Linked DNA regions of Rattus norvegicus: region 2 is linked to region 1. Evidence: chromatin contacts called from public Hi-C data. All regions are on one chromosome and are shown on one strand. The core of a region is the stretch at or near the end of the contact, and the rest is flanking DNA. Distances in the headings are between cores, read along the strand shown.

The links. Hi-C and Micro-C count contacts between places; a contact is called where the count stands out from the background.
Region 2: a Hi-C map of psoas muscle shows a contact between it and region 1, with 1.6 times the contacts expected there. The contact joins two enhancer-like sites. A contact is called at or near these places in 2 of 12 Hi-C or Micro-C datasets (hepatocytes and psoas muscle) and 1 of 1 datasets of contacts at active chromatin or transcription factors (oligodendrocytes).

Annotation. Positions count from the first base shown.
Region 1 is chr11:90,104,163-90,107,363 of GRCr8, reverse strand. No RefSeq gene overlaps it. Among named protein-coding and RNA genes, the nearest start is that of Lppos, 180 kb to the right of the region's middle. Within about 2 kb of position 1,828, at least 4 of the 93 cell types and tissues checked have an H3K27ac peak or open chromatin away from gene starts, as enhancers often do.
Region 2 is chr11:90,268,218-90,271,301 of GRCr8, reverse strand. No RefSeq gene overlaps it. Among named protein-coding and RNA genes, the nearest start is that of Bcl6, 89 kb to the left of the region's middle. Within about 2 kb of position 1,306, at least 14 of the 93 cell types and tissues checked have an H3K27ac peak or open chromatin away from gene starts, as enhancers often do.

The DNA of each region.
Region 1 (3,201 bases), core at 579-3,078:
TGTGAAATAAATCACTAAACATGTTGCTGCTGCTGTTTTTTTGTTTTCATGGAGACTGCTTCTTAGGCGATGAATAAAAGAATGCTGTGTCACTTAAGGTTTTAAACTAAATGCACATATATAAGGTAAATGTATACATCTTCTAAAATTTGAACAGTCTTCAAGTCATTTTGCCCAGCTTGCTAATTTTATTTTCAACCATGTTTCTGTCTCCACAGGGCTCTGATGGTCTCAGGACTCTCTCGGGTTTAACTACTGCTGTTCTTAAGCCATTCTCACTTAGGTGAGTGGCAGTGAGAAGAACTAGCCAATCATTTACAAAATCAAGCATGATCACTTGCAAAGGTGCCTGCTTTTGGGAACCACCATGACTCTTGCTTGCCCGGGACTAAGATACGAAAGAAAGGATATCATTAAGATCCTAGGTTGGCTGGGAGCCATGCTGAAGACCAGCTCTATCTATTCTGGCTTATTGTTAATGTCTTTTATACATCTGGAAGGACCAAGTTCGAAATATGCTTTCGAAGTGTTACATTTTGCATTTTAAAAATGGCGTCCAGAACATGCTCAGGAGCTTGGTTAAGGAGGAAGAGTCAGAAAGAAATAGAATGAAAATAAGAAGTAAAAAAGAGAGTGGGGGTGGGCTGGAGAGATGGCTCACTGGTTGAGAGCGCTGGCTGCTCTTCCAGAGGTCCTGGGTTCGATTCCCAACAGCCACATGGTGGCACACAACCATCTGTAATGGGATCTGATGCCCTCTTCTGGTGTGTCTGAAGAGAGCAACAGTGCACTCATATACATTAAATAAATAAATCATTTATTATATATTATATATATCATAACACACACACACACATATATATATAGAGAGAGAGAGAGGAGAAGGAGGAGAAGAAGGAGAAGGAGGAGAAGGAAGAGGAGGAAGAAGAAGAAGAAGAAGAAGAAGAAGAAGAAGAAGAAGAAGAAGAAGAAGAAGAAGAAGAAGAAGAAGAAGAAGAAGAGGAGGAGGAGGAGGAGGAGGAGGAGGAGGAGGAAGAGGAGGAGGAGGAAGAGGAAGAGGAAGAGGAAGAGGAAGAGGAAGAGGAAGAAAGAATGGCAAGCCAGGAAGAAGGACCAGGGGACACAAGTTACTTGTAGCATCAGCCCTTCCTCTGACATGGCCCCTATCAGCCAGTTGATAGGAAGCCCTCCCTGGGCCTAGGCTAGGCTGACAGCCTCCTTGAGTGTGCCAGCCAATGTCGCACACATCTGTTCAGCACATTTGGCTTCGCTCAGTGACCAGCTGCTGGCACTGAATCAGAAAGGGCAGGTGGGAGTTCTGGGCAGGGGCAGGAAGGAGAGAAGGATTATGCACAGTTGTTCCAGACAGAAAATGAGGAGGCGGCCAGTAAGGATGAAGCTGGGAGAGGTCCTACCCGGAGCAGCAGGGCAGGAAGCCCAGAGGAGTGGTAGGCCTTGTATTAATCACCCCCAGTGGCAGGTGAAGCCAAAGTATGTGGAGGGTGCCTACAAGGCTCCATGCCAAGTTCATGCTGTGTTTCCTATGCTTTCTGGGGCTCCTTCTTAGTACTCCCAACCTTGAGTCTTTTAGGAATTTCTGACTAGACAGCACATTGCTACCTATGAGATTAAACATTTTTTTCCCAGCTCTAACGAGGCTTTCGAATTCTTTCAAGGCTCAACAAGATTTCCAAGTTGTTAGCATTCTCCTCGCTGGCTAAAGGAAAAACTGGAAGAATAAACCTGCTCACTAGACAGGGCCCCTGGGGAGAGTAAGGGATACTCCTGAAGCCACCTGCTCAGCCAGTGGTGGAAGCATGAGCAAGCATTGGCTTCTCCACCGCAGCACCATTTGCTCTGCCAACATTTCAGCTGTGGGCCAAGATGGTAAGCTGTGAGTGGTAAATACAGTCACTAGGGAGAGCCATCTTAGAATGAAACTCGGAGTTCAACAGAAGCATGCTGCCTCATGCCTCAGGATGCTTGCCAACTAGGTGGTCCCTCTAAGGCTCTCCCTCTGAGTGGTCACTCTCTAAAGGGAATACTCAAATCACTCCTGCTGTGTTGACAACCTTGGCCTCTGTTTTGGAGAGTTCCTTTCCAATCTGTGCCACAGGAGGCAGTGTTCCACAACTCAGCTATAGCTGGTTAATTCTTCTGTCCTCAGGAATAGCAACTTCTGTTTACTTCCGGTTCATTCTCGGTAGCCAGAGGGTCATGTTTATTTCTGGGACATTTTCAGTAGCTGAAGGATCACCAACATTCAGCCTCAATTTTTATTTGAATTTTTTTTATATTTATTACTTTCAGGTTACATGTGTTTCACCCACATATGTGTCTCTATGCATTCATGTGCATTCATGATGCCCAAAGAGGCCAGAAGAGGGCCATAGAGCCACTGGAACTGGAGTTTCAGACAGTTGTGAGTTACCACGTGGGTGCTGGGAATTGAAATTGGAGCTTTTGGAATCACAAGTGCTCTTAACCTTTGAGCCATCTCTGCTACCCTCAGTCTCAAATTTTAAAACATAATCAATTTCATGAGCTTTAACAATATAGGTTCAGGCTTTGAAGAGCATCAGAGATTCACACCTTTCCCCTGACACTTATTTAAAATGAGGACACTACCCAGCATCCACAGTCTGAGGGAGTGCGGGGAATTAAATCCCCACACGACATAACCTGCACAAATTTTGGTCATGAGTATCACATGATCAGAGGGTTATGGAGAATGACAACAAGGTTTGTCTTCCATAGCCTAGGATGGTGGGTGAGGAAGAGCGTCTGCCATCCCAACTTGATACTACCACCCAAGTCTCCACTGGGTTTTCTTTTTACACAAGAGGAAATTAATCTTGAACTGCTGAAACTCTACATGCAAAACACGGAAAAGCAAAGATTATAAACAGAAGAGACAAAACCTCCTGGGAGGGCATTCAGGTTCTTCCCAGAACTGAGCCTTCTTATCGACCTCCAGCTAAGAGGTAGTCTTCCGCTGACTGTAATGTAATGGCGTTGGAGCTGTCCTTCCTGCTGTCATCATAGACCTCAGTCCCTAGCAGGCACCACTTTCCACATGCCCAGCTCTGCATCTGTTTAACTGCTACTCTACCTCCCCTGCCTCCAACCTTCATGCCTTATGCTATAGACAGCTGTGACCAGCCTCAACAATGTCACGGAATAACGCCAGGCCATAAGACA
Region 2 (3,084 bases), core at 57-2,556, 160 kb before region 1:
GAGAGCTGTAATCAGCTTCAAGGCCTCAGGTATCACCATGTGGAACAAAACGTTTGAACAAGTTAGAAGCCTGCAGCCGTGGAAGCTTAGCCTTCATGGGACTAGAAAAGACACACAAAATACGGGGGATGCGAAGAATCCTCTCTCTAAAAACATGGTTACAGAGTTCTTTTCAGCTGAGGTGTTTTGGGTTCCTCTGTGATTCTAGAATTCTAGAATTCTCAATCTCAAACCTAAATCAGAAGCCCAGAGGTCAGGGAAGGAAACCAGGCAGTTGGCCAAACTCAAAGAATAATCCAGTAGCGGAACACAGGCTCTCTTCAGCTATGTCCTGGATCATGTCATTCCTTTGCTCAGGCCTCCCCTGATGCCCCATTTCTCTTGTAGGGAAATCCCAAGTCTCTGAATGCTCTCACAGCCCGTAGGCTCGCTTCCATGTTGCCTCTTTGGGTTTGATCCCCACTCCTTTCCCCTGGACCCTCTACCTTGGCATGATTGGACACTGCTATGGCTACACAGCTTCCTTCTCTCTCGAATATACTTCGAGGCTTGCTCCTAGGCAGGCACCTCTATGGCTATATGTTTGGTGAGCCCCTGATCTCCACCAAAGCCACTGGAATTTCATCTCCACTACAGCTCTACATTGGCCTGTTTGGTCCCTGACCACCCAAACCAGGGCTTTCTGTTGCCAGGACTTCAGCCCTCTTAGCAGAGTAGATCTTTGCCCTGCTTAGGCTGTGGAATAACATAGGTCTTCCTGCTAGGAGGCGGGTTCTTCGGAGGCCTGCAGACCTAGGGTATGGGAAGTGTGCCTGCTCAGGCTTCTTGAATGAACAAGAAGGCAATAAAAGAAAATGGAAGAGTCACCATTATTGAAGTATTTTAAGCTTTATAGAGAAGTGGCAAAGACAATACAGGTTTCAAATAAATTCCTTGCAAAGGCACAATTGTATCACCACACCAACATTAACGTTACTAATTCCAACAATGGCATAAGCAGAACCCTTTGAGTTGCAAATGGCCTGCTGTCCTCAGCCCTCCCTTCTCCACCCTCTGCTCTCTCTCCCTTTCTTTTCTTTCCTCAACTCTCCTCTCCTCACACTAACCCCCAGACACTGTTTTGAGGCTGAGGAGAGCAAAGAAGAGCATCCCATGAACAGATTAAAGAGACTCTTCACGGCTTCATGGTTGGACAGAGCAGGACCTAATCATAAGTGAGCTGGGGCTTCCTAACTCATGGTTGGTCCCTCTTTCTATGGGTAATGCTGCCATTTTCCAAGCAGACTCCACTGCCTCTGTGCTCCCTGTGCTGGCTGCCTGGGCTAGCGTGTTTTGTCGTTTTGTTTCTGACAAGGTGAAGGTGGCAGCTGCCTCTTCAGCTTGTGTGCTGGGATGGCCCTGAGCAGCTGTAATGCACACTACTAAGTGCTGAGGCACCAACATTCCTACACAGCATACCCTCCCTTCACTCAGTCCTTTTGCACCCACAGAGCCAGAGGGAGGAGGTGCTGCCAGCCATGGCTTACCACAGGGTCCTCAGGCGCCCTGCAGCCTGGTGATGGGGATGCCATCTGGCACTCATCACAGCTGCAGGGCCTCTGGCCTGGTCTACGAGTCCAGTGTGGGCTCTTGGCACTGGTGCAAGAAAGCCCTCTTGCGTCTGGTCAGTATTCCCATCCTTTCCTAGATGGAACAAGCTACTCATTGTCTCCAGGCCTTAGCCTCCTCAGCTGTCAGGGTAAGAGAATAAACGGATTTGAGAGTCCTTGATCTTACATTTTCTCAGTCCTGGATCCTCTTATATTCAGGGAGGAGTCTTAGGTCTTGTTCCCAAATAGGAAAAGTACTCAGCGTAGAGAAATGGAGAGTCATGAGCAGCGAGAAAGAAGCGTCAGAGGGAGAGATCTGATATGGATGCTCTGGCGAGGATCGGATGACATCGGCATAGGTCAAGCATTTAGTCAGTGGTCAAATATTTGCAACAGCAGTAGTGAGAATGACATCTATTCCGAGTCTCATCTGCTCCCGTCATCCATCTGAAGCCACGCCCTTGCTTTCTGCTGCCATATGCTCTCTGTGCCAACGGTGCACGCTCGCCTCTGCCCCAGCTTCCTAAAACAAAGCTGTGGCGTGCGTTCCTTCCCTGTTCAAAATCCTTCGCTGATGCCCCGGCACCCCACGAGTTAGGTGTCAATGCTTCCCACTGTGGGTCAAGAGTCATGACACCCCAAGGCCCTTCCTAACCTTTCCACCCTTCTCGGTTCCCCGCACCTGTCCAGTGCTTTGGTAAGCCCGCCCTCGGTGCCCAACAACAGGTGCTGGCTGTCGACTTCTGGCAAAGAGCAAGAAGATCGTATGTTAGATGTGGCTCCGGGGTCAGAAAAAAAGAGTCATGTTAGATGGCTATGTGGCTTCAGCAAGCTGTGTGACCACTCTGAGCCTTGGTGTCCCCACCTCTAAAGAAGGATTTGTTAATGGCACTTCTAGACTGTGGGAACAGAAGCCTGATGGAGGGCGGCTGATCTCCAGTGTGTCCTACTGCTCAGTGCCTCTTGTTACTCAGCGCTCTTATACTCTGCCTGGGTCTTCCCTAATACTTACCCCTTCCTGACAGGCTGAGAAATGCTCTCCCATTTTGCCTCCTGCACACACCTAAGGCACCCCGGCTTTTTCCTTTGTAGAAGTTAGGTCTAGTTTTTCCTCCCAGGCTCATGCTCCCAGAAATAAGACTCAGACTCAAAATATATTTACAGATACCCTGGCCATATAGCTAGGCTCTTCTCTGACTGGATCATAACTTAGATTATTCTCATCTACATTCTACCATTTGACTGGTGACCTGTGCTCAGGTGCCTGCATTCATCTCCTCACATCTTCCCTGGTGAATCTTCGTGCCTGGCTCTATCCCCGAGTCCTTTCTGCTTCTTGGCTATCCCTCCTCCTATTTCCTGCTTCAGCTATAGGCCATCAGTTTTCTTCCTGACAGGTGCCACATCCACAAAGACATAAGATATTTCCTCTGTACTCCTTCATAGCCTAGTGACTCGATTTTTTTTCTTTTTCTTCTCTTCTCTTCTCTCCTCT